4 separate regions of the Mus musculus genome follow, and all the other regions are linked to region 2. A link is a contact called in public HiChIP or PLAC-seq data. All regions are on one chromosome and are shown on one strand. Each heading gives the region's core, a stretch centred on a gene start, on an enhancer-like site or on the middle of the called end of the contact. The rest is flanking DNA. Distances are from core to core; before and after follow the strand shown. Region 1 has its middle 8.3 kb from the start of Gm51774. Region 2 overlaps Gm3137 (predicted gene, 3137). Region 3 has its middle 7.7 kb from the start of Col6a1. Region 4 holds the start of Adarb1 (adenosine deaminase, RNA-specific, B1).

The links. HiChIP or PLAC-seq counts read pairs in DNA pulled down with a chosen protein or histone mark.
Region 1: a CTCF HiChIP or PLAC-seq map of the NIH/3T3 cell line shows a contact between it and region 2, with 5 read pairs. The contact joins two enhancer-like sites. A contact is called at or near these places in 4 of 39 promoter capture datasets (cranial neural crest, embryonic stem cells, hippocampal neurons and 1 more), 1 of 15 datasets of contacts at CTCF or cohesin (the NIH/3T3 cell line), 8 of 484 Hi-C or Micro-C datasets (the N1E-115 cell line, cerebral cortex, embryonic stem cells and 2 more) and 1 of 115 datasets of contacts at active chromatin or transcription factors (embryonic stem cells).
Region 3: a CTCF HiChIP or PLAC-seq map of the NIH/3T3 cell line shows a contact between it and region 2, with 13 read pairs. The contact joins two enhancer-like sites. A contact is called at or near these places in 13 of 39 promoter capture datasets (the 3T3-L1 cell line, 3T3-L1-derived adipocytes, the SN4741 cell line and 6 more), 1 of 15 datasets of contacts at CTCF or cohesin (the NIH/3T3 cell line), 10 of 484 Hi-C or Micro-C datasets (the N1E-115 cell line, cerebellum and embryonic stem cells), 2 of 115 datasets of contacts at active chromatin or transcription factors (both in embryonic stem cells) and 1 of 9 other capture datasets (embryonic stem cells).
Region 4: a contact with region 2 is called in a CTCF HiChIP or PLAC-seq map of the NIH/3T3 cell line, with 5 read pairs. The contact joins the promoter of Adarb1 here to the enhancer-like site in region 2. A contact is called at or near these places in 5 of 39 promoter capture datasets (the HPC-7 cell line, HPC-7-derived erythroid cells, hematopoietic stem and progenitor cells and 2 more), 1 of 15 datasets of contacts at CTCF or cohesin (the NIH/3T3 cell line) and 1 of 484 Hi-C or Micro-C datasets (the G1E-ER4 cell line).

What each region holds. Positions count from the first base shown.
Region 1 is chr10:76,632,451-76,637,114 of GRCm38.p6, forward strand. No RefSeq gene overlaps it. Among named protein-coding and RNA genes, the nearest start is that of Gm51774, 8.3 kb to the right of the region's middle. Within about 2 kb of position 1,826, at least 64 of the 459 cell types and tissues checked have an H3K27ac peak or open chromatin away from gene starts, as enhancers often do. A contact at or near this core is called in the NIH/3T3 cell line, where this site is marked.
Region 2 is chr10:77,012,885-77,017,570 of GRCm38.p6, forward strand. The region is part of intron 2 of Gm3137 (predicted gene, 3137); the gene reads right to left. It overlaps Gm10787 (predicted gene 10787), which reads left to right. Exons shown (of 3, transcript NR_045882.1): 2 at 3,767-3,940. Among named protein-coding and RNA genes, the nearest start is that of Gm10787, 3.2 kb to the left of the region's middle. Within about 2 kb of position 3,402, at least 18 of the 459 cell types and tissues checked have an H3K27ac peak or open chromatin away from gene starts, as enhancers often do. A contact at or near this core is called in the NIH/3T3 cell line, where this site is marked.
Region 3 is chr10:76,731,432-76,736,004 of GRCm38.p6, forward strand. No RefSeq gene overlaps it. Among named protein-coding and RNA genes, the nearest start is that of Col6a1, 7.7 kb to the left of the region's middle. Within about 2 kb of position 1,695, at least 160 of the 459 cell types and tissues checked have an H3K27ac peak or open chromatin away from gene starts, as enhancers often do. A contact at or near this core is called in the NIH/3T3 cell line, where this site is marked.
Region 4 is chr10:77,416,368-77,421,082 of GRCm38.p6, forward strand. Adarb1 (adenosine deaminase, RNA-specific, B1) reads right to left here and starts at 1,906. Exons shown (of 11, transcript NM_001024837.2): 1 at 1,728-1,906. It overlaps Gm17769 (predicted gene, 17769), which reads left to right and starts at 2,009. Exons shown (of 1, transcript NR_027377.1): 1 at 2,009-4,572.

The DNA.
Region 1 (4,664 bases), core at 576-3,075, 380 kb before region 2:
GCCAGGCCATAGCGAGAAAGCGTGGGGCTCATGCAGACAAGGCATGTAAATGGATGCTCTTGGGAAATTAGGAGGACGGCCCACAAGGGGCCCTAGAACCTCCCCCTTGAAGTGGAAGGGTGCTGCTGGGTCTTCCCATGAGGCTTCGGACTTTGCGACTGGCCTATCTCTCTCTCGACTCTGTGGTACTGAAATCAGAAAAAGCAGGAAGGACATTGTAGGATCGAATTTCCTTTTAGGTTCTCTGGAGTCTAGGTCCCCTGATAGCTGCACAGCATCCTTGACTTGCTCCCACGCTGCCTTCCAGCCTGTACTCTCCGTGGGCTGAGATTCTGGAAGATGCTTAGCAATATCAACCACAGAGAAGGGCTATTTCCCTTTGAGGAGCAGCTTCTTGGCAGGAAGAAAAATGTTAAACCGTCTGACAAAATTGAAGCCCTAAACAGAACCAGCTTGTCTGAGGTCTACCCGCCTCGAGACCCAGAACAAACGAGTGGTATTGGAGTGCCTCTGGACCTGCACTTAGAGGGTGCGTGGTGCTGAGGACAGGAAACCAAGGGATTGGAGAGCTGGAAATGACTTCAAAGGAGTCTGGCTCCAGGGTTCAGGCACTCACAGGGTTTGGGTTTTCTGGAGTGATTGAACTGCCACAGGCCCTCTTGGATTCTCTGTGAGGTCAGGGACTCTGAGGGCTGATGTTAGCCTCCTGGGCACTGCTATAGCTGGAGATACTCAACTACAACAGTGCAGATGCTCTTTACCATGAACGCAGGCCCTCAGTAGACAGCATCAAGAAAAAAGCGAACCAAATGACCACTTCCCATCCTCAGTGCAGCCAGGTATGGATCAGGATATGGTGCAGGCATCAAATGGTGGCTGTTGGTTTCTGTTCCTGTCTGGTCTCTAGTTACATACATTTCCTGTGCCTTGGCATTGACCTTTGCTGGACTTTCAGCCTCTCAGGGTCAACGATCATGACTAGAAAGAGCTTTTCCTTGAAAGGGAGCCTTAGCACCTGCATAGTAGATAGGGTTTGCTGTTTCTTTGCAGAGGCCCTCAGAATCTGCTCAGTGAATATGTCCTCTGATCACCCCACTGTTGCATCACAGGGAAATGACAGACAGAGCCCCCCCCCAATTTATTAGCTATTCTACCTGGGGCAAGTCACATGCTCCCAATGTGTACCAGTACTCTCCTGCTTGTGAGATGGACTTACGTGTTGTGTGAGTTTGGACACGGGGTGCAGCTATTCATGGCTATCAGCGATTCTCTCTGACTTGTGTGTGATGCCTGTCTATGTCTGATGACATTGGTGATATCTAGAGCTGCAGGATTACAGTCCTGACAATGCTGGTCTAGCTAAAACCATCAGCCCTTGAGGTTGAGGTGTATGTTCTTTTAACTCGTGTGTGTGTGTGTGTGTGTGTGTGTGTGTTTACATTGAGATCTTTACAAAATGTCCTGTTTTGGGGCCTCACCTCAACATGAGGTTTCGAGTGAGGAATGTCAGGAGCCTGGACAACAGAGATGGGGTGCCTGTCAGTCCCAAGATCCCCCTTAGCAGAGACCCCTAATGTGAAAGGACTTTTCTTTGACTCAGCGTCTATCCTGCATTCCTTGGCATGGTTATTGGTTTTGCAAGGCTGGAGGAATTTTTGATCCAGCCCCCTTACCCTACTGTGGGCAGCTAGCAATCCAGCTGGCCCTTGAGATCCCGTAAGTGGCAGAGTTTCATTACTCAGACAGAATGTTCCAGAGGTGGCCAGTCCAGGTACATGAGTCACACATACACATTTCAGGAAAGACCTTGTGCTTCTAGTGAGTAACCGTAGTAACAGTTAAACACAGGTTTTCTCCACAGCGGGCTTCTGTGTCTGAGCTCAGAGGGAGCAGGGTTTGAATCACAGGGGAGACAAAGAAACTTCACAGGCATCTAGAGTGTCCAGCCCTACCGGCTGTTGGGGATTATTATCCTTCCCCAAGCAGCCTGGAGGTTCTCTGGTTTCTGTGGACTCACACTGCCTCGTGGTTTCCTCCCGGCTAGCATTCAATTCCCTCCTGTAGCAAGGGAAGTCTGCTTAACCTTTGTAGTGTGCATCGACCAATTCCCCCTTGCCCCCACATCTTGCTGCATGGGACTAAGGTTGCCAAGTAGCTTGTCTTGTGAAAGGGAGTTTTTGTCATGATCGCAAGAACTCCACAGCATCTCTGGTGGAGACGTCTGAAACACCTGGAGGACCTGATGTGAGGGGCTGGGGCTTGGGTTGCTGAGAGGATACCAGGGCCATGTGGGACAGAGCTGACTGGGGCCTTAGCTCACAGCTATCCAGAAGACAGCCCCACAGCTGCAAGTAATCTTGAGAAGCCTCTCAGACCATGAACAGCTCCTAGTGAACTCAGCCCAGGACCCTTGGCCAGGGGGACTGTAGCAGAGAAGCAGAAGTGGCCGAAGCGGCTCTCTGTGGCCGTGTGTTATGCAGGTAGAGTGCTCATCACTCCAAGGGCCCCACCAGCCCCCTCTATCCCTCCCTGGGTTCTACAGCTACCTTTCCTTCTAAGGCCACCTTATTGCCATCACTCTGCAGGCCAGTTACTATTTTAAGATCTGGCTGCATGTGCCCCAGGACTTTGCCCACTTGCAGGCCAACTCTCCCCCATCCCACTGCTTGGGCTTCTCAGTTCAGATGAGAAGCCCTGGGACTCTGAGCTAGGAAGCTGGAAGTCATGTAGGCAGGACAATGTCTGCTCCAGGGAGCAGAAGGGATAGGGACAGGATGCTGCTGGGTAAACTGGAAGCACAGATCAACCTTGGTGGTTCCCACATACATCCCAGTAAGCAGCAGGGGTCAGCCACAGAAGGAAATCAGAGAGGACCCTCCCTAGGTATTCTGCAGGGTCCAGTGTGGACGGTACCCTCCCAGGGTTGAAACAGCAGAAACCCCCAACCGAAAGGGCTGATGCCTTTAGCTACACCAGGATTGATTGACAGCATTAATCCTTGGCTAAAGACATCCTCACTGGGGATGTCTTTCTCCAAATGGGGGCAGGGTGGATGCTTTGCAATTCAAGTGATGTAGAACATCACTGCTGTAGATGTAGAAGACCTCCTGGAGTTCTTGAATGGGCATGTGTAGGATTTTGAGATTCTATGCCCAGAACAGCCATCCTGTGTGTGTGATTATGCATGTATAAATGTGTTTGGGGTGTGGGAATGTGTATGTGTGCATGCATATGCACCTCTGCATATGTATGTATAAACACACATTGGCACAAACATTTACTTCAATGTATATGTGTTGCATACAGATGCAGAGTTATGCCTGTGTGGGCATGTACATGCACACACACATACATATATTGCATATGACAAACATGTAAATTTCCATGCATATGTGTATATAGTGCACATATACACACTCTACACACATAACCTCTTTCTAACACATGTGTGAATATGTGTACATATAGGCTTGCATGTATGTATATTCAATCATGTGCACATATGCATATCCATGTATATGTTCATTTACACACACACACACACACACACACACACACAAACACACACATAAACACACACATGTGTGTGTTTAAGTGTGTCCAGATGCTCTTGACTTGGACAAGCCATCCCAGAATTGGACTGGATGTGTGTGGGAAATGACTTTCTAGAACACACCAGCCAGATGAAATCAGCTGTGCGGCCAACACATGTCAGCCAGGCAGAGCTGGGGGCTCACAGGAAGCTAGCCCCTTCTTAGAAGTCCTTAAGGAGGGAACAGGATGTGCTGTGGGAGCAGGCAGGGCGGAGCTGGCTCTTTTTGAGTCACACACTCAGGCTGTTTCCAATTATGTGTCCAGTCAGCACAGAAAATGTCATGTGGGGGCCTCACAGTCTGCAAGAGAGCACTTATGGCTTTACCTACTCCCCAGACCCTAATTCACAGAGCAGCACGGACATCCCAGGGCTTAGCCAGGCTATGGTGTGGCTGCTGTGCCCAGAGCCATGGCCTCCTGGCTCTGACCCCACATTTAGGATTGCCTGACTAAATACTGGGGACTTGGGATTCGTTGGTGGCTTGGTGGCTGCTCCCACCATGATGAGCAGATGTGAGTCCTGGGGTGTCATCTGCATTCCCCAGGGCCTGCTCTGCTCCATTCTCCGTGGTGATGGGATATGTTCTTCTTCATGTCCCTACATCTCAATTAGTGGTAGTTATGCCTCCATCCTTTGGCCAAGGGTGGCTTGATCTGCTCTCTGAGGACTTTTCCAAGTGTCTGCAGAGCACTCAGGGGATCTTGCCATCCAGGTATTGAGATGTAGGGTCTCTGGCTAGGCAAATCCTCAGCTTCCCAGAATTATTTTACTACCACTTCCGGGGTCCTTCGGGGATGGCAGGGATACTCTAGGTAGTCCTGCTAATAGGACATGAGCCCTGCTCACCTGAAGGCCACCTCTCCCGTGTTATTTCCATGTCACCCTCCAAACCACCAACTCAGGCTCAGTCTGCAGAAAGACAAGAATCTTCCATACCTGCCCAGGAACCTTCCATTTTCTCCCCAAGACTTCAAGTCATGAAAGTTGACACAGGCCTACTTCTTTCCTCTTGGAACTGGCTAGAACCAGATGGTAAGGTGCAGTTGAAGAGGTTAGAAGCAGAAAGACT
Region 2 (4,686 bases), core at 2,152-4,651:
CACCTTGTAGACTTGGAATTGCTGGGATACACACATAATTCCAGCACCAAGAAGTAAAGGCAGGAAGAGAGGTGAAGGCAAGAGAGGGGAGATGAAGCTATAACAGAGATACCAGAGGCCAACACCAGGGTAATATGAGCAACACAAATGTTGCCAGACTATGGAACCCATGTAAAAATTCAAGGCCATCTCTGTATGCATAGGGATTTTATTGACAGTATGGGCTACAAGAGACTCTGTCTTAAATTTAATAAAAAAAAAAAAAAGATTAACTACATCTAAGCTCTGAATAGCTCACTACACTAATGCTCTTTTTTATTCCATTTTTTATTAGGTATTTAGCTCATTTACATTTCCAATGCTATACCAAAAGTCCCCCATACCCACCCACCCCCACTCCCCTACCTACCCACTCCCCCTTTTTGGCCCTGGCATTCCCCTGTACTGGGGCATATAAAGTTTGCGTGTCCAATGGGCCTCTCTTTCCAGTGATGGCTGACTAGGCCATCTTTTGATACATATGCAGCTAGAGTCAAGAGCTTCGGGGTACTGGTTAGTTCATAATGTTGTTCCACCTATAGGGTTGCAGATCCCTTTAGCTCCTTGGCTATTTTCTCTAGCTCCTCCATTGGGAGCTCTGTGATCCATCCATTAGCTGACTGTGAGCATCCACTTCTGTGTTTGCTAGGCCCCGGCATAGTCTCACAAGAGACAGCTACATCTGGGTCCTTTCAATAAAATCTTGCTAGTGTATGCAATGGTGTCAGCGTTTGGATGCTGATTATGGGGTGGATCCCTGGATATGGCAGTCTCTACATGGTCCATCCTTTCATCTCAGCTCCAAACTTTGTCTCTGTAACTCCTTCCATGGGTGTTTTGTTCCCAATTCTAAGGAGGGGCATAGTGTCCACACTTCAGTCTTCATTCTTCTTGAGTTTCATGTGTTTAGCAAATTGTATCTTATATCTTGGGTATCCTAGGTTTGGGGCTAATATCCACTTATCAGTGAGTACATATTGTGTGAGTTCCTTTGTGAATGTGTTACCTCACTCAGGGTGATGAGTGAGGTAACACTAATGCTCTTGAACCCCTCGGTGGACTAAAGGGACGAATACACAAATGTGTCTGTGTGTACATACATGCACATGTAAATACTTCAGCACGATCATGGAGCGTATTAATGAAGCACGATTCCATTCTAATGTCCCCAGCTTCAACCTGCAGAAAGGACTGCAGGGACCCTCTGGCTTCTTTTTGCCCATGTGGTCTTTCAGGACCCCTGTGAGACGCCACCAGCTGCTTACCCAGTTGTTCAAACTTTGTACTTCATTGTGGGAATTGCTGGACACACCCCTGGGGGATGACTTTACCATCAAGAACCCAGGACCCTTCTTCTCCTGACCCTGCCCAAGTTAGATATCCCTTCGAGGTTGACCCCCCGCCCCTCCCATCTCAGCACATTGTGAAAGGGAAACACAGGCAAAGGAGATGAGACAGCTGTTCTGCCCTGGGTTCCTCCTTTCTGGGGATGCTGACTGATGCTGACAAGGGGGCCAGGACCTCATGGATCCATGCAAGGATTTTTTTTCAAGGTCATAGCAACATTGAGCCAAGAGCAAGTTTTTGTCCTAACTGGGAAACCCCAGTGAGTACTCAGCTCTGTAAATGACTTTATCGGGGCTTGGATGACTGCCCTCTATAACTTTAATTTTTTCAAATCCTATTTTTTATGATGGTTTTTAAATGCTTTAAACCTTCCTTGTAACCCACCACCCACCAGAGGTAGTGAGAAAGGAAGGATATAGGGGAGGGGAGGAAGTGGCCCTGTTTAGGAAGGTTCTTTGGAGCAACTCCTCTCTGTGTTGCCTGGAAATCGGCAGTTCAGTTCAAAGGTCAGCAGCGGCAGCTCATTCCACTTGCAAACACCTCACAGATACACCCGCAGTCCAGTTCGGGAGAGTCCGGATAGCAACAGCGGTGACACAACCTAGCAGAGACAGCCAGGCCTCAGCCTCAGCTTGAGTCAGCTGGAAAGACCAATGGGAACACCAGAAGTTCTAGGCTGTGTCTTTCTCAGGGAAGCGAAGATCAGCGATGAGATACTCACAAGCATTGCACAGCTAGCTGTTCCAGCAAGCCAAGCTCTGTCTGTGTCACTCTGGGGAGACCTATTTGTACCCTCCAAACATCACCTGTCCTCCACGGGCCTTACCTCAGCACAGCTCTTGTCTTAGCACTTGCATCCAATCAGCCCGAGTCCTTGGAAGCAGCAAGAAACTGCAGCACATTCCCAGAAGTTTTTGATGTGTTTCTTTCTAGGGAGTCCTGACAAATGCAGCTCAACTATGCAGTGTAAAGTAGACCAATACATGCGTGTCCTTAGCAAAGAATCCTTCATCATCATGTCCTTTCACGTGTTTGCTTTAGCAGAACACCCTCCTTCCTGTGTCTGCTTCGGTGAAACGTTCCTTCACGAGTCTGCCTGAGCCTTTCACACCTGTGTCCACTTTAATGAAATGTTCCTTCATGTGTTCGCCCCAGCAAAAATCCAACCGGCTTTCCAAAGAACCTTTAAGTTTGCATTTCAGTCCTCTCTTCCTCTCTGTGGTTTCTTTGGCCTTGGGTCTTCTCTCGAACACATCCACCTAGATTCTAGGGTGTGGAGCAGTGTTCAGAGCTTGGTGGGTCTGTTTTTAACTCTGACATCTAACCTATGACCTCAGCCATCTTTACCTCTCAGGCTTCCCGGTCTATGTCCCCAGCTATAGGATACCAGTCCCTCAGAGAGCTCAGACCTTCCTGTCCTGGTTTGTTCTGGTCTATTTCTATTTCCTGCTACCTCTACCAGAAAGGCCAATCCCACATCCCTGATATCCAGGTCCCCAGCATCACGGTTCCAAGGGCCCCACCAGACTTCAGTTATTTGAGGTTGGCTGAATTTGGGTTCAGGTTCCATAGCTAATCTTCAGCTGGGATAGAGAATCTTCTAAAACCCTCCCAAAGGTCAGCCCCTAGGGGTTTGGAGGATTTCCCTTGGAGGCATGTATGATCTGTGTAGTGAGTGTTATGTGTGGTCTAGGTACAGGCTTGCTTTATGTCCTGAAACATTCCTCGTAGAACTGAGGAAGTCTTGCTGGATTCAGGATCTGTGTTTGAGGGTACATCTTCCGCTGCCAGGCCTCAGCTCTGATGTTGTGACCCAGTCCTTCTGAAGATGCAAGCCTGAGAAAGGGTACTGTGATGTCATTTTCACACACAAGAACAGCCCCACAGGCCTGCTGTAACTTGAGTCTCGTTTCTTCATGCATAATGCCACTGTAAAAGGGCTAAGGACATGATCTGCTCCTCGTTATTTTAGTCTTAGCTGTCAGAGGCCATTCGCCCATAGCTGTGAGTCATTCAGGTCTTGAGCTTACATCATTGCACAAGACTAGAGAGTGTCCTCTTCTATCATGGCCGCCAAGGGGCAAGCACGGCAAGAGCGAGGTTGGGAGGGGATTGGCGTTCAACCATTTCCTGTCTTGTCTTCTTCCTTCTCTTGATTCCAAGGGTGGCTGAGAATCAGAGACATCCCAGAGCAGAGGAGCTCTCAGAATGGGAAAAAGAGCAGGGATCTCTGTCCATGCAGCCACCATATAGCAGGGCTGTGGTCACTCGGCAGTCTGAGAAGCTGGGCCTCAGAGCAGTTGACCCAATGCCTTTGTGGCCCCATTTACATCTGAGCAAGCCTGAATCCTTGACTCCTCCCTTGTTTTTGTTATTCTAGCACCTTGCTCATTCCCGTATTGGTGAGCTCTGGCTGTGGACCGCTGGCTGGGTGCCTCCCCCAAGGCTGGAAAGCAGGAGCTGTCGAATAATGGGGTTAACTGTATTTCTGCCTCACCCTGGGCCGTGGTGGCAGTGAACTCTGCGTCTAGCGATTTACCTTATAAATATCCTGGTGTGTGAGTAAAACCATGAATATTCAGGTGACTCGTTCCTCACTGCTGCTAAACAAGGGCATGAAAGTGCTTTGTGTGCTAGCGTGTAAAACAATCTCTAAGACATTGTTAAGCAGAAATGCACGGCAATGCTGGCTGGCTGGCTGACCATGATGTGTGAGGAGGAGGAGAATATTTACTGGCCAGACTGTGCCTGGTAGCCTCTACTTGGGCTCCTCTAGCTGGGGGCTCTGCCTAGAAGCTCTGCCTGGGAACCCCTCCCTCCACACAGACCTCGTGCTCCTTTGAATGGGAGCTACAGATGGGAAAGTGGCTCCAGACTAGGTACAGTGTATGAGCAGGAGAAGACTTCTTTTGAGTTATGCAAACAAACTATGCATTTAATAGAACAAAGACCTTAGAATTGACCTGGAAAAAAATCTAACCATGATGACTCACACCTATAATTCTGGCACTTAGAAGGGGGAGGCAGGAAGATGATCATGAGTTCATGGCCAGCCTGGGCTATATAATAAGATCACGTCCAAACAACATATCTTTTAAACTCTGGAAGCTACCCTTGTTTCCAGTGTATGTGTGTGTGTGTGTGTGTGTGTGCACATGCATGTATGAGTGCATGTATGTGTGTGTGCATACATATGTGCATGTGTGTGTACATGTGTGTACATGTGTGTGTATCTGTGTGCACATGCATGTGTGTGTCTGTGTGCACACACATGTGTGTGTATGTGTGTGCATGCATATG
Region 3 (4,573 bases), core at 445-2,944, 280 kb before region 2:
ACTATTATAGGCTGTGCCTGTAATGCCCCCGACTAATTGTTTTGTGAAGGCGGATCCCTCCACTGGTCCCCCACCACCCTCCCTACTCAGCGACTCCAGCTGACGATGTGGCTCCCTGGCTGCATATTAACCTAATTTATTTTTTGTTCTCTTGTCTGAAAACTTGAGAATTTTATTTTCTGGTGAGAAGTGGACATGGGAGCTCTGGTCGCGTGCCGTCCTTTGAAAGAGACACTACAAAGCTGAAAAAAATGAGTTGTGTGCACGATACCCAGAGAGACCAGCGAGGCAGAGCCAAGCAGCCAGTGAGTGGGTAACCCCAGGCCTCCCTGCTCTTCGAGGCTTGGCTGGGAGGCTCAAGGACACCATGACACAGACGCTGGCAACTTGGCCTGAGGGGCTCCAAGGCTGTTTGGAGTTGGCCCAACACCCACAAATCTGAGGCTGGATATTCTGAGAACCCTAGCTAGCAGTGGAGCCAGAAAATTCACATAGCTCTAACTCTTTCCTCTTCTCCGGAGGAAGGGGCGATTTCCCCCCAGAAAAGCAGCTGACCCACGCCGCAGGCTGCAACACATGGGTGTCCCCACGGATCCCCGTGGAAATCTTGTCTCGAGTCTCACTGCCAAAGCCTCGTCCTGGGAGCGTGACCCTGACTCCCGAGGACAAGCAGAAGCTTCCCCAGGGGCAGAAGCAGGAAGCAGACAGACACTTTAGCAGGACACTCTACGCCAGCTGGAGCCACGGCTTAAGCACAGACAAAAGCATTTGGAGAACGGGCATCTTTGGAGCTGTAGGCAGAGGTTTCTGCTCTAATCTGCTTCTCTTACATACACCCCTAAACCCCGGTCCTCACCGCCCAATCTATATAGAGCCTCTGCACGCTGGTCCTTTCTATGGAGGTAGAGGGACCCAAGGGATGCACAGATAGCTGGGGCAGCTGCACAGGTCACCAGAGAGTGCCATAATCATTCTGTGCTTGCTGCTGGTGGTCTCTAGACGAGAAGCCAGTGGGCAGAACGAGTCATATCTCCTTTTCCGCCCCAAGATCCCTTGCAACCTTTTGGTTCCATCAGCTAAGTTTCTAACAGCTCCCCCCGCCCCATACACACACAAGTGCACAATGACTCCCTTCTCTCCGGGAGCTGTGAACCTGACCTTGGGGAGGTAAAGGGCTCTGAAAAGTGGGTACCCTTGACCCTGGGGATAGTTGAGAAATGGCTACATGCAAAGCAGGGATTGAGTACCATGAATAGCAGGCCCATGCTGAGCACAGAGTTATCCACTGAGCCTGCTGAGGGCTGCAGCGCCCCAGGAACACTTTACACAAGGGTCCTTGGGCTCTTATCCTTTCTCAAGGGACCCTCTCCATCGAATTGCCAGCTAGCATGGCTGGCTGTGAACACAGTGACTGGGGGCTCTGGTTCTGGACGGGTTAAACTTTCCTATTACCTCATACTGGCCTCCTGCCTGTAGAGAGAGAGAGAGAGCAACATCTGGCAGAGGTATTTCTCCAGCAGAGCTTGGGCCTCTGGAGGAGCAGCCTGGCTCCTTACCAGAGGCCAGCTGCAGGCTTAGGCGGAACTCAAGGGAGGGGGCTTCCCGGGAAAGGATAGCCACAGTGGTGCCGCACCACCTGGGTCCCCGAAGCCCACCCTCAAGGGCCTGGAGATGACAGCCAAGCATTCCTGTGAACAAGAGTCACTTCCTGTCCTGCTAACCCTGGGAAGATGCTGGAGCTGCGGTGTGGAGGGCTGGGCTAAGCATTACCCCAGACGTTTTGAGGGGCTAATAGGGTTTCAAAATGAGATCTACTACGAGCCCAGGACCGTGTTGGAGACCACCAGGTCTGGGGTATGCCCTCCTTGTCTTTATCCCCCAACAGCCACAAAAGCAGATCCTGCCCCTCCCACCCCCAACCAGAGTCTGTAAGTGATATTCTGGGGATCAGACTGCTGATCAACATGCAAAATTGCTGCCTTTCTCAGCCAGAGGTGGCGCTGGGGAGCTGGGGAGCCGCACCAGGCATGCGTCCTGTCTCTGCAGAGCCCCTGGCACTTGGAGTGTGGGTTCCACTGTATAAGCCTCGCGCTGAACTGTGATTGATATTTCCCAGCTGCTGCCAAGACTCTTCGTGGAAAACTGCTATAGCCTGACCGCCTGAGTTCTAGCGAAGACAAGCCTAGTCAGAGAAGACTTCCTCACCCCACCCTGCTGTGCGCAGGAGAGAACAGGACACTCCCTGCTCTCTGCAGGGAGCCAAGCAGGGGACTCCAGGCCCAGTTCACTCTTCACCTCAGGTAGCCAAGGATTGTCACAGCGGAACAGCAATATATGCAAGGGGTTGCTAAGACCCTTGGTCTCTTCTCAGCCACACTGGGGCTTGGAGACTCTCCAGCCTGCTGCTTCAGGGTGGCCTGGCTGGCAGCCTTGTCCTCTCACCCTGCCTGGCCTCATCCCCCAACCATGGAAGCCCCTCATCCTTGGTACTCTCTGAAGATGTCGAGGAGACCGAGGGACCCAAGATCAGCCAGGGCAGCAAGACAGGCTGCATGCAAGAGGTGGTCAGGGGTCTTTTCTAGCCTCTGTGCTCTAGGCTGGGGACATAAGAACCAGGGACATTCAGATCTGGGCTGGTTCCTGCTCTGTCATCTACCAGTTCTGTGACCTAAGGCCAGAGAAACAAGCCAACATTGTGTTGCCACATCTTCAGGAGATACCCCTCTTAGTATTGGTTAGTGAGAGTTTATGATGGGCTATTAATGGCAGTGTCGGAGTAAGACAGTCTCAATTCCTTATCAGGAGGCCACCATCAACAGGTCCCATGTAGACTCTGTCCAGATGTGCTAGAATAGTGATTCTTAGCCTTCCTAATGCTGTGATGATTTAATATAGCTCTCCATGTCGTGCTGACCCCCGACTATAAAATTATTTCATTACTGCTATTGTTAAGAAGCCGGGCAGTGGTGGCACACACCTATAATCCCAGCACTTGGGAGGCAGAGACAGGTGGATTTCTGAGTTCGAGGCCAGCCTGGTATACAGAGTGAGTTCCAGGACAGCCAAGGCTATACAGAGGAACCCTGTCTTGAAAAAAACAAACAAACAAAAAAGAATCGTAATGTAAATATCTGATATGCAGGATATCTGGTATGTGACCCCTGTGAAAGGGTCGTTGAACACCCCACCCCAAAGGGATCTTGATCCACCGGTTGAGAATCACCATTCTAGGAGGTACCCTAGGACCTTCTATCTGGCATCTGATTCCATAGCCCCGGCTTCTCTAAGGAGGCCTCTTGGCAGTCAGATGTGCACCCTGGGTCACATCTGGGGTTCCTAGGAACGGCTACAAGCCTGCATGATTTTTCTGATCTATCAAACTCTGGAGCAAGAGATGTCTCTCGCTGTTCTGTGGAAAAGGGCCTCGTTCTTGCTCAATGATCTCCAGAGATTGAGGGGCCATTCAAGCACTTCCATGCAGGGGTTAACTTTAAAGAGAAAAAGTATTGTTGACAGTCAAAAGCCAATAAAATCAAGACCCACAAGAGTGAGAGGTAATTAAGCCTGTTCAGTGCCTGTCTAGGATCCCTGGGCTTCAGGTGACTGACTCAGATATCTTCTTCCCTTGTTGGCAAAACTCCCCCAAATCAGCACTAGGACTTGGGGTACACATGTGCCCTGGGTTATTTATGCCAGTTTCTTCCCCAGCACACACCGGAAATCTCACGTTCTGGTGGTTAGTGATTAAGGCCCAGAGAGGCTCTCAGGGGCCAATATGCTGGGCTTGAGCGCCCTCTGCTGTCCATCTGGGCACTTTGCTGGATGTTCACAGACAGAGACAGAGCGGCTGTGGAATGGTAGTCATCATTGCCTACCTCAGGCTTGCTTGAATAGATTGAGTCTAGGAAGCATTGAAGTCAATGAAGCCTCTGGGGAGATTCCATTTTCAGCCTTCCTGAGGCACAGTGTGCCCTGTCTCAACAAAGGTACAGGAAACTATCCTACCAGAGGCTGGCCCCTGTCACTTGGTAGGCCCAGTCCCAGATACAGAACAAGTGAGCAGCCTCAACTCTGTGACTAGCCCAGCTGCTTCCCACCTCTGCTTGCCTGTTTCAGAAGTTTCTAACCTTCCTGAAGCCAGAGCTCTCTGTAAAGAGGGGAAGGCTAACCCTAGGATATCTTAGGCCTAGGTATCCCAGAGCCTGGCACCATAACCCTGTGCCGTAAGAGTGTTTTCTAGGATCTTCATGTATATCTAGACATCAGTAGGACTCCCCATGGTAACTCCTAGCCTCAGAATTAGAGTCACAACCAAGGGGAAGGATCTGGGTTAGGGTTGAGATTAGGTTAGGGTCAGTTCCAATGAGCAACTTGTTCCTATCAGAGACCCCACATGACATAAACTACCACTAAGCATACTCCCACGTTCAGTTCCAGGGGCCAAGTCAGTGAAAGGTGTCCAATACTTCTTAGAGGGTCCCCCAAAAGGTGAGGGCAACTCCTTCAATCTTCCTCCTTGAAGGCAAATGTCTAGTGCCTCAATAAGGTGATCAATGCTTCAGGGACACAGGTT
Region 4 (4,715 bases), core at 656-3,155, 400 kb after region 2:
TCCCTCCAGGGAACTGTCTCAAGGAAGAAGGGTAAAGAAGTTTCATCCATCCCCGGAGAAAGAAAAAACAAAAAACAAAAACAGCTGGCTTTTACAAACAGTTTTGTCTTGAGACAAAAACAGGTTTGGAAAAATGCAGCTTCCTTTCAAAGGAACAAAGAGGGTTAATACATTATTCCTATTCTCAGTAAAAACTAATGTTTGATCATCTTAATTACCGCACCTACCAGTAAAAAGACCAAGTTTGCTATCGGGCTTCTTTTCGTTATACTTCCAGAATGGAATACAATAAATGATTTTCAAAAAAAGAAAAAAAAAAAGGATGCCCTCATCAGAAGTAACCCAAACCTGCTAGGTGAAAACACTGACCTCCAACCAGACACTCCAGTGCGGATATCCCCCTCATAAATCCCGAACGGAACACTTTTCTGGTCCTCCAAAGGCGACTCCGGCGCCACTAGTCTAGCGTCCACAGCCCCATCTGACATTTCCCTTGCACACAGACACCACACAGTGATTTTCCTCTTGCCTATGTGTGCGCGTCAAAATTCACCTCCAACCCCTAATGTCCCAGATGGCTCCCACAAACAGCAGACGCGCTGGGTACTCGCGCTGGGTACTCGGAACTTCGTCTCCCAGGCGCTCGGCGCCCATGTGGGCTCTGAGCCCTCGGAAGGGGCATGGACCACCAAAAAAGCAGCCTGCCTCACCTAGGTTACGGTGTCCACCCCGTGGGAGCGCAGTGTCTCCTTTGCAGGACACAAGATGCTCTCACTGGGCGTAGCTTTCCCTCTGTGGGATATAGGGTTAGGGTCTCCCTCCTCGGAGTTCAGAGTATACTCTGCAGGGCACAGGGTTCCCTCCCTGTGCCCTTCCTCTGGGCGCCGTCTCGCCTCTGCGGAGCACATGGTCCCTTCTGCAGGGCACAAAGTCCCCATCCCCTGGTGCAGCTTCCTCTCCTCAGAGCACAGGGTTCCCACCCCCCAGCCTGAGCTTAGCCTCCCTTCTGCTAGGCACTGGTCCCTTCTGCAGAATACAGAGCTCAACCTTTCCTCTACCAAGCACATGGTCCCTTCTGCAGGGCACAGGGTCCCCATCCCCGGACACAGATTCAGAGTGACACAGGGTGTCTCTTCTCAGGGCGCAGCTTTCCTTTTGCAGGGCACAGGTCCCCTCTCTAGGATACAGGGTCCCCATCCCCGGACGCAGCTTTCCTTCTGCAGGGCACAAGGTCCCCCTCCCGGTGTGCAGTGTCCCCTGTGCTGGGTAAAGGTCCCTTCCCGGGGTACAGGGTCCCCTCCCCGGAGCACAGGTCCCCTCCGCCCGGTACACCATTCCCCTCCCCGGGCGCAGTCTCCTCTCTGATGGGCACAGGTCCCCTCCCTGGAGTACAGGGTCCTCTCCGCGGGCACAACCTCCTGTCCGAGAGGCGCACGGTCGGCTCGCCGCGGCGCAGCGCATCCCACGCGGACGCGGCGCCTCCAGGAGCGGACGAGCCGTCCTGGGCGCAGCCTCCTCCTGCAGCGCAGCGCATCCAAGAGGACCGCGGCCCGCCCTCCGCGCGCCGCCCGGGATGCGCCAGGGACCCCGCAGCTCGCCGCGGGCCCGGGCCCCGCACCATAGGGTCTGGGGTCGGTGGTCAGGTCCGCGGCCGCCGGCGCTGCGCGGCCTCAGCCACCTGCCCCGCGCTTACATAAACGCGGCCGCCCGCGTCCCCGCCGCCTTACCTCCGCTCACGCTGCGCCCGCGGGCTGCCGGCGTCTGGCTCTGGGCGCTGCGGCGGCCTCGGCTAGCCCCGCGGCCCCAGCTAGGAGCCCCTCGCCGCCGCCTCAGCCTCAGCCACCTCAGCCTCAGCCGCTGCCTCAGCCTCTGCCTCTAGCCTCGGCGCCGGCGGCTCCGCCCCCTCGGCTCGCCCCGCCCCAGCCGCCGCAGCCGCGCGCGCGTGCTCGCTTGCAGGGGTGGAGCCAGCGCTCCACGCTGACGTGCGCGCCTCCTGCCCGGAGCCGACGTCCGGACTCGCTCGCGGCGGCGGGAACTGCGAGGGTTAGCGGTTAGAACCAAAACAGGTCGTGCGTCGCTAGGGAGACTCGAAGCGGAAGGGAGCCTCCGACACGCACCGAGAAGATCGACGGGGGCGGGGTTCTCGAACTCGCGGGCAGGAGCCTCGGATGGGACCTAAGGGGACAGGTGGGACCAAGGATCCTAGAGATCCTGTGGGATCTGGGAATGGGGCAGGGAAAATCAGAGCGAAGCCACTGAAGTGCGACTGTGACCGCCGCTTGAAGACCTACTACACCCCGTACGTGGTACCCTGGCATCCCGCAAGAATCGTCCCTGGGCCTTCGTCCAGTTTTGAGAGCTGGCCCTGGCCACTGACACCCACCTCCGTAGACCTTGAAAATAAGTAGGGAGAGGAGCAGGGACATGATTTTGTGAAGCAGGGTGTCTACTGGTGGTCACTAGAAATGATGGCCGGTTTTTAACCTAGACCCCAGGGTCAAGTTCAGGCTCTGCCACCTCTTAGGCATACCAGATGTGTCTTGTGCTTGCATTGTCTGTTTCCACGTTTGTTTAAAAAGAAAAAGGTCTAGTAAAAGACAAGTGCAGGTAGGTAAAGTACTGTGTCGAGCATCCAAGATGTGGTCAACAACTTGTGTGGTTCCTCGCCAGATTGTCTTAACCTGGGGTGCTATGCCCAGAACGGGGCCTGGAGAGGTCCAGAATCGGAAGCATGAACTGACCACAGGAGTAGTGTTGTAGCCGGTCCACATCTGCTTCCATCACAAAAACATGTCCTTTGGACCAGCTAGCCACTCAATGAATTCTTCAGCCTGCCTAAAAGGTGGGCACCAGGCAGTGCCTACGGGTGCACTTGTTGGCAAGTAAGTAGAGATCATCACTCTTGGAACACCTACCAGGATGTCAAGCTTCACATACAAGTATGTGCACAAGGACAAATGTGTCTGTTTCTAGGTATCACACTACCCCAGAACTTAGTAACTTAAAGTCATGGTTTGTAAGTCTGATGAATAGCAGCTTTTATGCAGTGTTCAGCTGGTTTGGTTCATCTCTGCTTCATAGATGACCTCACTCCCTTATGTCATGTGTTACCTACTGTTAGTAAGCTAGCTCTCGTTGCTTCTCATAATGGCTGTGGTTTGGCCACAAGAGAGCAAGTTCCAGCCTTTTCATCCCCTGTGCACATCACCTGTGTTCCTGTGACTCATTGACTGAATTGAAGATGCTGATCTGACACAAGTACATATGAGAGACAGAGATCTGGACAAAGGAAGTATGCTCATCTGAGATGGTCGCTTTGATAGATCTTTGGTTCATTGTGGATTGTTACAGCAAAAACAGAACTCTGCGGTCTCAACCAGGATTAAGTGGAATGACCTTCTTTCTCTGCTGTGTACACTGCCAAAAAAACTAGCTTGAAGTGAAGATAACAGAGCACATAAACAGAAGCTAGAAAATGACATTTTGACAGCCTCCAGGTATCTGTCTGGTGGTGTCATATGCATGGATGGGTTAATTGGCTAGAAAGATATCTTCATCTTCATAGTCTGGAAGTAGAACAGGTCAGGATGCCAGAAAATAGCATAACTGGGAGGCAGTTCAATGTAAGGAGCAGGTATGTTGGACTTGAACTTTGCAAACCCACTATGACACATAGCTGTGAAACTGGACAGATCATTCCATCTATAGGAAAGATGTTGATCCACCTGAAATCTGGTCCATCACTGGTGACCAGAAAGACTTGATGGCGGAGTCTTAGGAATCATAACACATACAAATGTGAATTGGGATATATATATATATATATCAGTAGTTCAGGAGTCGCCACACAAACCACATGAACACCGATTCAGTCAGGTTGGTTTATTGAACACACACCTAAAGACTGATCGACCAGGGCAACAGCTCAGGCTTGAAAGCTAAAAAGCTGTGAGCTGGACATTTCTCAGGGCCAGCTTACAAAGGCTAAGCCCACAAAAACCACAATGAGCTCATACACAGGTGCTGGAAGTGCTTGCCTGGTGGTCAGCCCTGACTCAAGCCATTTTAGACATAACAGCTCATATTGAACTTTAATTTGATGGGTCCTAAGTGAAGCTTATGGCTGTGGAATTTCTTAAAATTAACAAGCCTCATAACATACAAAACATAACAGGGTATGTGGTCTGGTCAGTATGACCCTGCTCTGAGTCAAATTATTTTTTTGCATCAATGACTACCAGGGATATTACAGCAACAATATGAAATAGCTGGCAAGCATGGAGCAAAATGGCTATAGCTATGCTGGGGGCAAGTCTCAACAATATCCGTGTGTGTGTGTGTGTGTATGGCTATATAGTTTATTGAAGGAAATAGGAGGCCTGTGGTATTTGAGCGGTTCCTTTAGCATGAGTGAAGATGGTAGTGAGGGTGCCCAAGATGGAGGAAAGAGTATTTTCACCTCAGGAATTAGAACTGCTGCCAGTGTTCCTGTGGAGTTATACTGACTACCTCCCTTGACTCTTACACCCTCCCTCAAATACCAGGAGGTGAAATAAATTGGATGATTAAATCACACAGGGGATTGACAGATCTGTGGCCCGCTTTTGTGCACTTCACAACCTAAGAAATTATTCTACAGTTCGCATTGTAATGAGGGGTGAAATATGCAATGGGCTTATGTGATATACAAAGCTTAAAATATTCGCCATCTGGCC